Linked DNA regions of Sus scrofa: region 1 is linked to region 2. Evidence: chromatin contacts called from public Hi-C data. All regions are on one chromosome and are shown on one strand. The core of a region is the stretch at or near the end of the contact, and the rest is flanking DNA. Distances in the headings are between cores, read along the strand shown. Region 1 holds the start of ASIC1 (acid-sensing ion channel 1). Region 2 holds the start of AQP6 (aquaporin 6).

What was found. Hi-C and Micro-C count contacts between places; a contact is called where the count stands out from the background.
Region 1: a Hi-C map of alveolar macrophages shows a contact between it and region 2, with 5 times the contacts expected there. The contact joins the promoter of ASIC1 here to the promoter of AQP6 in region 2. A contact is called at or near these places in 4 of 5 promoter capture datasets (fetal liver, fetal skeletal muscle and liver), 35 of 47 Hi-C or Micro-C datasets (adipose tissue, alveolar macrophages, blood and 18 more) and 2 of 2 datasets of contacts at active chromatin or transcription factors (alveolar macrophages and skeletal muscle).

What each region holds. Positions count from the first base shown.
Region 1 is chr5:15,961,020-15,966,384 of Sscrofa11.1, reverse strand. ASIC1 (acid-sensing ion channel 1) reads right to left here and starts at 1,303. Exons shown (of 12, transcript XM_021091640.1): 1 at 1,164-1,303; 2 at 1-284. The coding sequence starts at 268.
Region 2 is chr5:15,884,563-15,889,781 of Sscrofa11.1, reverse strand. It overlaps AQP6 (aquaporin 6), which reads right to left and starts at 1,496. Exons shown (of 4, transcript NM_001128467.1): 1 at 1,104-1,496; 2 at 161-319. The coding sequence starts at 1,496.

The sequences.
Region 1 (5,365 bases), core at 54-2,553, 77 kb before region 2:
CGGCAGGGAAGGTGAGCTGGGAGGCAGCCACCTCGTCGAGCTTGGTGACGTGGTGGTAGTGGAAGTAGTACTGCACACGCTCGGTGCACACGCACAGCAGCACGGCCAGCGAGCCCAGGAAGCACAGGGCCCAGAGAGCCCGCTTGAGAGACAGCCGCTCGTAGGAGAAGATGTGGGCCAGGCCGTGCAGCGTGGAGCTACTGGCGAAGGCCTGGATGCTCACCGGCTGGACGCCACCCACCTCCTCCTCCTCAGCCTTCAGTTCCATCCTGGCCGAGGGGATCCTGGGGGAAAGGGGGGTGGGGGAGTCTGTCACTGTCCTGGGGTAAGAGTACACATGGCGTCCCTCCAAATGTGTCCAGCCGGAATCCCCATCTCCAGAGGTCACTGCCTCTGGGGCAGGAGGCTTCTCGGGTGTGCAAGCCCCGAGGTGGCTGGCCAGGGGTCATACTCCCAGAAGAGGTTTTCTCCAAAGGCAGGGGCTTGGGGGTCAACTCAGGCCAAAAGAATGCTCTCCCGGGAAAGCCTCCGGGGCCAGGGGAGACCCCAGATGTAGTCATCCGAGGACGAGAGGGAAGTCCCAATGTTCCCACAGGCAGGCACAGGAGTTCCTTCCAGATGTGGGGTCACTCTGGGACAGGAATGTCCACCCCAGCCCGGAGACGCAAATTCCCCCAGATGGGCCGAATCCGGGGTCAGGAGTTCCTGGGCAAGGGTGTTCCCAGGATTGAGCTTTTGTCCCCGTGAGCTAAACCTGGGCCACAACCCCCACCCCACCCCCCGGGGGGGGGGAGGTGGGGAGGGGCCCAGGCTGAGTCCTCACCTGCTGGCGGCTCCAGTCCTCAGATCGGCGCAGGCTGTCTGTGTGCATGTTTGGGGTGGGGGGGTGGGGGGTAGAGGGCAGCCCGAGGTGGATGCCCAGGCATGGGGTGGGGGGGCGCGGTTCCCTATGACAGCGAGCTGTCCTCGCCCCGGACGCAACCCCCGCCCCCCCACGCCTTGAGTCTAGCTTCTCGACGCAGCCGGATCCCCTGCTCGGCCCCCGCCCCCCTCCCCAGCCGCTGAGACGCCCCGGCAGCCGGGGAAAGCGAGAGGGGAGGAAAGTCCTGGCTTCGGGGCGCTGGGGAGTCCCGCAGCCAAAAGCGGGGGGACCGGAGACCCACCTGAGGGGGCTTCGGGAACCCGGCAACCGGCGGCGGGTCCTGGGGCGCGGGGCCAGACGCGGGCTCAGCGCCGAGCCGCGGAGGGGCTCATGGCCCGGAGCGGGAGCCGGCGGCCGCCGCGGCACGCCGCGCAGAGCCCTGCAGGGAGCGGCCCGCCCGGCCCGGCTCGGCTCGGCTCCGTCCGCCCGCCGCGCGCGCTCGCTCGCTCGCCTCGGCTCGGTCCGCCTGGGCTCGGCGCGGTGCGCGGTGCGCGGAACGCGGTGCTCTCAGCCCTGGGATCTGCAGGGATCCATCGTCCGGCCGGGAGGCGGCGGGAGGGGAGGCGAAGGGGGAGGGGAGAGGGTGCGCGTGCGCGCCTACGAGTGTCTGCGAGGGTGTCTCTGGGCTCGTGTGCGCGCGGGGCCCCCGGAACGGGGAGCGGGACCGAGGGCTCCCCCCGCTGCCTCGTCCCCTCCTCCCAGCCGCTCTCGGAGCTGCTGCCTCCCTCCAGTCCCGGAGCAGTCTCCCTGTCCGCGAGGCCCTATGGCTTGTGTGTGTGACTGTGATGTGTGAGTGTGTGTATGTACGCGCGCGCACGCGCGCGCGCCGGGGAGGGAAGGTGTCTGCCCCCAGCGTCCCCCTCCCCGCGCTGTCTCCTTCGGATCGATGCTCCTTCCTCTTGCTGCTGCTTCCTCTGGTGGCACACACGCGTATGCGCGCGCGCGCACGCACACACACTCACACACACACAAGCAAGCTCCGACTCACACTTGACTGATTCAAGCACTTGCCCGTTTGGAGACACAGACATATATACAGACCAGAGTCACACCATGGCACTCACAGCCACACGCACCCTCCACAGACACCCACACACCTCAGAGGCCTGGCGCATAGGGCAGGAACTCAAGAGCTTAGAAATATTCACCTGTTCTCATTGTCCCTGCTCCCCACCTACATGTGACACATACACACATGTACATATGTAAACAAACACACAGGCTTGGCCACCCAAACCCTATCCTTGAGCCTTGGCCTTGCCTTGGGGTGGGGGCGGGGGGGGCATGTTTGCATCTCCTTACTACCAAACCTCTAAAGAAGGAGCAGAGAGAAGGAGAAATAGCCAGAGGTCAAGAGAATTTGGAGAGAAGTCAAGAAAGAGGGAAAGAGAAAGGAAGGGGCAGTGGGAGGACATAGGGTTGGGGGGTGAACAGGATGAGGAAGGGATGGAACCGGGAGCTGTACTCAGGGGTGGAGCAGAATTCTGAGGCACTGAGACCAGACCTGGGGGCAGGCGCGCGGGGGGGTGGGGGGTGCTTCTCCTCTAGCTCTCACCTCTCTCCTTTTCCCTCCCTCCTTCTCTCTGAGAGGCCTTGGGGGGCCCTCCCTACCCAATTAACAGAGAAGGAGCAATCAAAGCGAAGCTGTTAATTTGCTGATGCTCATTAGGGGCTCTCAACACGAAGACTGTTGAGGTCTGATGGTGTCAGGTGATGAGGAAGGGGGTGTGGGGGACCAAAATTCTATCTCTAGCCACTCCTTCACTCTACTTCCAGGCTGGTGCCACTCTGGGAGACGAAGGTGAGAGGTGTGTTCCCAGGGCTTTAAGTGAGAATGAAGAACCCGTAATGAAAAGGGGCTGGCACAGTGGAAAGAAGTTGGATGAGAAGTTGTGAGGGGTTGGGGGCGGGGGGCACACAGGAAGCCAGGGAAGGGAGCTGAAGATCCCTAGAGGGAGTGTAGGTTTAGGACTGCGGAGGAGGGAGAGTGGGATCCATTTACCAGGTGCCTGGGCAGGCGCTGCCATAAGGAAGGGAGGATCTTAGGTTCTTGTCTTCAATTGGGGAGCTGTCCAGCAGCACCAGGCTGTTCCGAGGACTGCCGTATCACTGGGCAGCCACTGGGTGGCAGCACTCTCCCAGGCACTTAAAATCAACCCAAGGAGGGTATTGGGGAGTGGGATTTCCGCCTGCGAGGGTTCCAAGCCTGGGGGTGAGGAGGCATTGGGCAGAGTCTGATTCCTGAATTCCAAGCGTCCTCAGGAGGAGGGGTGGACCATTTTGGAGCATCTGTAATTCCTCTAACTCCCCCACCCTTGCAGGCTGAGTGACACATGGAGGTTCTTCAAATGGCTGCAAATTGCTTCAGTCACCTGGGATGTTACTGAGGGAGCAGCGGGGGTGGAAAGAAGGTGATGAGGTGAGGTGGAGGCAGGCAAGGACTGATTGAGGCCAAGGAGCAGCCTCAGGAGAAGTCTGGGGGAAGATAAGAATGTGAATCAGGCAACCTCAGCTTCCAGGCTTGGCCCTGCCATTCATTAGCCAGGGCAGGGCTCTTGACCTCTCTGAATTCAGTTTCCTCATCTGTAAGATGGGGATAATATTTATTTCACAGGAATTTCTGAAAATTGCATGAGCTAATGCCTATAAAGTGCTTAGCCCGTTAACTTGTACTTAGTAAGTCCTCAATAAGTAGTAACAATTACTATTAGCATTAGTGTTTGAAGCTAGTGGTAAGACCATCAGTGCAGCCAAATCGGGGCAAAATCTGACAGCGGTTCTCAGCCCAGGCTGCACGTTGGAGTCACCTGGGATGCTTTTTCAACTGCTGCTGCTGTGGCCCCACTATAGACCAATTAACTCAGAATCTCTGGGGGTGGGGCCAGATTTCCCAGCTTCTCAAGACCTTTACTATATAGCAGCCAGTCTTGAAAAAACTTGATCTTCAGAATCCATAGGTGTGGATCCAGGCTTCAGTTATGATTCCTTGTTTGGCAGCCTCCGGCTTAGAAGTTCTTTTTTTTTTTTTTTTTTTTTTTTGTCTTCTTAGGGCTGCATTTGTGGCATATGGAAGTCCCCAGGCTAGGGGTCTAATTGGAGCTGTTGCTGTTGGCCTACGCCAGAGCCACAGCAACACCAGATCCGATCCGCGTCTGTGACCTACACCACAGCTCAGGCAATGCCGGATCCTTCACCCACTGAGCGAGGCCAGGGATTGAACCTGCATCCTCATGGACGCTAGTCAGGTTCGCTCACCACTGAGCCATGGTGGGAACTCCTAGAAGTTCTTTCTTATGCACAACTTGAGTCCCTTATGCTATTATTTCTTCTTCATTAGAGGTGAGATGGACCCCGCACACACACCCGCCCCTGCACATTTCAGCAAACATCCCCTGAGGCTCTTCCTGTGTCCCGCCCCAGGACTGGCCCTGGAGACACGGGCCAAATTTTCTCAGTGTCAAAGGAGAGATGAATGAGTTGACAACTGACTCCAGTGCAAAAACCAAGGCTGAAACTGAGGGGTAGGCCAGCGTCAAGAGGCAGAGGGGCAAGTCATACTGATGGGTTTGTGTTGCAGGAATGAGGAAAAAGGTAAGGTGGCTTTGTAAGGTGACACTTGAGGGAGTTCCTGTTGTGCCTCAGCAGTAACAAACCTGAATAGTATCCATGAGGATGCAGGTTTGATCCCTGGCCCTGCGCAGTGGGTTAAGGATCTGATGTTGCCACGAGTTGAGATATAGGTCACAGATGTGGCTTGCACCCTGCATCGCTGTGGTTGCAGCGTAGGTCAGCAGCTGCGGCTCCGATTGGACCCCTAGCCTGGGAATTTCTGTATGCCATGGGAGCAGCGCTAAAAAGCAAGCAAACAAACAAACAAAAAAGACGCCTGAGCGATCGAGACAGTGATTGGTGTCACGCTGCTCCTTTCAGCTTCTCTGGGCCCACCTGCCTCTTTTCAGGACTTGGTAGATCCTAACTCTGCAGCCCCCACCCCAGATTCTTGTCCATACTTCCCCCCTCCTGGTTCCCCACGCTGTGCCTAGACCTCAGTGTGCCTTCCGCACTGCAGCTGAGAGAGAAATAGGCCTGGAGACATTCCTCCCCTCCCTCCGCTGCGTCAGGCATCAGGCTAGGGCCCACCCAGGGCTTTGGCATCATGCTGACCTGGGTTCAAATCCTACTTCTGTCACACCAGCTCTGTGGAGTCCTGGGGAAGTTACTTAACCTGTCTGAGCCTCACTTTCTCTGCAAACTGTAACATCTGGCTAATGCCCACAGTGTTGAAAAAAAATGCGTGCCTGGTGAACAGTAGGTGTTCCATCAGTAGTGGCAAGTATTATTTTCATCCCTGAAAGGCTGATGGGGCAAATTCCCCATGGACACTTTTCCTGCAGATGCCCCATCTGCTCTAGGTGCAGAAGCACCCTCCAGCCTCTCAGAGAC
Region 2 (5,219 bases), core at 247-2,746:
CCCTGCAGCACCCTCCCCTGGGCCTGGAGTGAGGGGTGCAGCTTTGCCCCCAAGGCATGAGGGGCTCAGGGAGGGACACTTCCTGGCCTTCGGGGTCCCGGCAGCCTCCCCAGGGAGGGACCCGTGGGTGCATGTGCAGGGCGTCCCCTTTGCCCCTTACCCCAATGAGGTGGCCCACTGCCACAGAGGCCCCAATGGTGGCCGCTGGGGAGCCTGTCGCCTGACGGCTGTCGGTGGAGGCGAACACACAGAGCACGAGCTGCAGGGTCAGGACCAGCTCCACTGCCACCGCCTGGCCGATCGAGACACTGTTCCTGACCTGTGCGAGGGGCTTAGGCTGGAGCCAGCAGGCTCTGCCCGGGGCTGGTGGCCCTCTGGGCCTCATTTCCTCGCTGTAGGGGGCAGGACACCACAGCACCGCCCGCCCCAGGACTCAAGAAGCTAAAGGGCAGGGGAGAGCTGTGCGGTGTGGGTCCGGTCCGCCGGACACAGACACTAGCTCCCCGCAGAAGGGAGTGGTACCCCTCCCGCTGCTACTCGGCTTGGTTGGGGCCAGCGGTTGGGGGCGGGCGGCGAGGCGGTGCTGGGGGCTGGTGGGAAAGGGAGGCTGAGAAGCTGAGATGCGCGATGCACGTTTGCAGGCTGCCTGGGAGGGACCGTGGGCAGGACCGGAAGGTGGGGACTTGGGGAAGTAGGAGGAACACAGCTGATTAGAAGAATGTGGAGGAGTGAGACAGGCCTCGGGGTGCTGCGGAGGGAGGGACACGGGGAAACAGAGGAGTGGGGGACGTGGGGTGGACCTGGGGAGAGGAAGGGCGTGCAGGGTCCCCCACCTCTCCCCGGCTACTCTGATCCTTAAATGCCTGGCCCGTCTCTGACTTCTGCCCCTTAGTGTGGCTTCTGCCTGCTTCCCCAATCCCCGCACCAGGATCCCACGTCTGCTCTGCCTGCATCAAGGCCACAGTCATTCCTTGGGGCCCAAGGCCCAGCCCAGAACAGGTGTGGAGCTCGTGCTCTGTGGCCTCCCTGTCCCCTCTCCTCTGGCCCAGCCCTCCCCCCTTTCCACCTGTAGGAACCTGCCTCCTCCCCCTCGCTGCACCTACCACGTTGACCCCGAGGGTCTCTCGGATGTCCTCAGGTATGACCCCGTAAAGAAGAGCAGCCCCCACTGTGGCCCCCGCCAGCTGGGCAGCCACATAGGCCACAGCGCGGGGCAGGGAGATCTGGGAGCCCACGAGGTAGGCCAGCGTCACAGCAGGGTTGACGTGGGCCCCACTGGCCTTCCAGGTGACCTGGACGATCATGGCCGTGGCCAGGTTGAAGGTGATGGCAATTTGCAGCACAGAGGGAAGGGCCAGGGGCCATCTGAGAGCTGAGCCCACGCCGAAGAACACGTACAGCCCCGTGGCCAGGAACTCGGCAAACAGAGCTTTGCTGACAGTCATCCAGAGCCGGCACACCAGCGTCTTGGCCAAGCTGCGCCTGCCCAACTCCATTGTGTCCAGGTCCTGGGGCCTTGGCGGTCGTTTCCTTTGTTCCCAGGGCCTCCCCTTCTCTTGCCTCTGATCTCCCTGTCTCCTCTGGTCTCCTGTATCTGGGCAGCTCGGGCCTTGGCCTGCAGCTCCCTCCCTGTGCTGTCAGCAGAGGACTGTGCTGGTCAGACCTGCAGGCAGTGGGCTGACAAGGTTATATGTGTCTGCATGGGTGGGGGGTGCGGGAGTGACCCGAGGGGTGGCGCTCACATGCCCGCTCCACCCTCAGCTCACCTGACAGCCAGAGGAGGGGGGGACGTCCCCAGGCACCCAGCCGGAACGTCCCAGGAGTTTTCCAAGCTGGACAGACCTAACTCTGCTGCAGGCAGAAGCCCAGCCTGAGAGCTGCAGGTGTGGGAGTGGTGCTGGGCCTGGGATTCCGAGGTGCTCCCATCTTCATGTCAGCTTAGCACAAGATCACTCGGATCCCCAAGTCCAAGGCCTGCTTCCGAGGGCCCTATGCATTCTCCGTGGCTCCCATTCTCCTAGCCCCCTCTGCCTTCAGGCTTGGCCTCCAAATGGGCTCACGCTATTCCGTGCCTCATAAGCCCAGATGGGAGTCAAGCTCTCTCATCCATTCCCACTGAACCCGTACTCACTGAAAGCAGGTGTGAACAGAAGCAACTTGGATATGATTTGAACCTGGGGGGCTGCAGAGGGGGCAGATGAAAGGGGGTTTATTCCACAGCTAGTCGGTGATACCCATGGCAGGGGGTGCCTCTGCTGCTGGCAGCAGGGAGTTTCCACCAGCCCTTCACCACTTCTGCCTCTTTATGCCTCCCCTGCCATCATCCCCACTCCGGCCCTGCGGCAACACAGTCTTTCTCACATCCTAAGCTCTGCCCTTTAACTCCCAGCAGCCTATCAAGGTCTTTTCTCAAACAGAATATTCTCTCCCTAAGAAGAACCTGCCGAGCTGTTAAGATAATACAATCTTCACCTCTTAACCACACCTGGGTGCCCAGGCCTTGGGCCGGGCTGTAGCTCCCTGCCCCATGGCTGTGCCCTGGTGTCCTCTGGCTTCTGAACTCGACCTGTCTCAGGATGAGATCCTCATCCCTCCCCGTGCCCTGAGCCCAGGGCTCCCATTGTCCTCAGATTGCCCAGTGGCACCTGGGGAGCATCGTTGACCTCACCCTCTGGCTCCTGTCCAGTTAGGGCGTCAAGTCCTACTGATTTTGAATCCTCAATATTTCGTGACTGTGCCTTCTTCTCACCCCCCGCTGCCCTGCAGCCTTTAACCATCCTCTCTGTTTCTCCCTTGCTCGGCTCCAATCAATTATCCACACTGCAGCCCCAGTGATCTTTCGAAATGCAAATCTGATCCTGCTGCTCCTGCTAAAATCCCTTCAAAGCCTCCGGTCCCCTCTGTGAGCTCTGTGCCTGACCTACAAGGTCCTCTGGGATCCTACTCCTCCTTCCTCACCTCTCCCCACTTCTTGCCTTGGCCTTTACCCTCTGGCCTCACCAAATGGCCAGTGGTTCTGGAACATTCCATGCTGGTCTCCCCTTGGAGAGCCCATCCCAATTCTTTGCTTAGGTGCATCCTAATCTATTCACAAGGCTCAGATTTGATGTCACCTCTCCCTTTCCTGGGTGAGGCCCCCTCTGTGGGCTCCCACCGCACCTGGCCATATTGGTATATCGCAGTCACCATCGGGTGTTGTCAAGGTGTTAGCATATCTCTCCAGTGAGGCGGTGAGCCCCTTAGGGGCCAGGAACCAAGTTTTGTTCATCCCTACATATAACCTCTTGCACAGGGATTAGCTCAAGCCTATAGTAGATGCTCAATGAATATCTGGGGTTTTTTTGGCTTTTTTGGTTTGTTTTGCTTTTTAGGGCTGCACCTGTGGTTTATGGAAATTCCCAGGCTCGGAGTCGAATTGGAGCTACAGTTGCTGGCCTACGCCACATCCACAGCAACTTGGGATCCAAGCCGCATCTGCAACCTACACCACAGCTCATGGCCATGTCGGATCCTTAACCCACTGAGCAAGGCCAGGGATCGAACCCGCATCCTCTTGGATCCTAGTTGCGGTCGTTAACTGCTGAGCCACGAAGAGAACTCCCTCAGTGAATATTTGTTGAATGAATGAATAAGGGAATAAAAGCTTCTTGACCTCTTGGAGGCAGGTGACTTTCATGTGCTTCATTTCAGCCAGCTCTTCTCACAGCCTCAGCCCTGTCCTCCCCTGGGGCTGGGCCTCCTGAAACTTTTTTTTTTTTTTTTGTCTTCTTGCCTTTTCTAGGGCCGCTCCCACGGCATATGGAGGTTCCCAGGCTAGGGGTCCAATTGGAGCCGCAGCCGCCGGCCTACACCAGGGCCACAGCAGCACGGGATCCGAGCCATGTCTGCAACCTACACCACAGTTCACGACAACGCCGGATCCTTACCCCACTTAGGCCAGGGATCGAACCAGCAACCCCATGGTTCCTAGTCGGATTCATTAACCACTGAGCCATGACGAGAACTCCAAGGCCTCCTGAAATATTCAAGCGAAACATCTCACCTCCAACCACAGGCTCTGTCCACACCCTCCCATCTCAGTCCCAGTCACATCCCTCCCCGATTCTCTTCCCCATCCCCTTTCTGTTCGTTCAGCCATCCTGGTTTAACTCTACCCTCTCCAGCCAGATCCCCTGGCATCTCACTTCAGTGCCCATTGTCCCAGCTCCCTGTCCTCTGCACCCCGCCCCCTACCCCCGCATCCCTCCATCCTCATCCTCCTCCACACCCCCTGCTCCCATCTGCGCTGCGGGGCACTGCTGGAGAAACTCGCCCAGCCGTGCAGACTGCTGCCATGACAAGTCCATGGTCTCTGGCCTCAGCAGGGGGTCGAAGCTCTGCTCAGCCATCCTTCCACCATCCCCAGGCGCCTCTCGCCCCGTTCTTCTAAGCCCTTCTTCAAATCTTCCCCACTCTCTTCAAATCCCCAATCTGCTCGGGCTTTCTTCCAGACGATCGACTTGCCCTCTGTCCCACCTAGAAAGTGAAACCAGCAAGCAAGCCTTCTTCTCATCTCCCCCTGCCCCCATCGCCAGCAGCTGCCCTCTGCTGTCACCTGCTTCCCTGCTACCCTGAAGAAGAGGAAGCCCTTCTCCTGCGTCTGGGTCTGGGGGCCCTTCCTGTGCTCTTGGCTCCTTTTGAGTGATTGGAGCCCACTCTTGGCCATTCTCAGCCTCATCTATGGTTTTCAAGTCTCCCCCTCCTGGCTTCTTTCTAACATGCCTGGTAACCACAGAGCAGTGGAGAGACCCTGCATTTGGAAAGCTTTTCCTCTTTTTTTTTTTTTTTTTTGTCTTTTTGCCTTTTCTAGGGCCGCTCCTGCGGCATATGGAAGTTCCCAGGCTAGGGGTCTAATCAGAGCTGTAGCCACATGCCTACACCAGAGCCACAGCAACGTGGGATCCAAGCCTCGTCTGCGACCTACACCACAGCTCATGGCAACGCTGGATCCTCAACCCATTGAGCGAAGCCAGGGATCGAACCCGCAACCTCATGGTTCCTAGTCAGATTCGATAATCACTGTACCAGGACGGGAACTCCTGGAATGCCTTTCCTCTTAGCCTCTCTTTTGAGACTTTGCTCAAGTTCAATTCCTCTGTGAAGCCTGCCCTGATTTCCCCCTCTAGCAGAGTCAGGGCAAGGTTCATAGAGAAGCTAGGCTTGGGCAAAGCCAGTGGCTA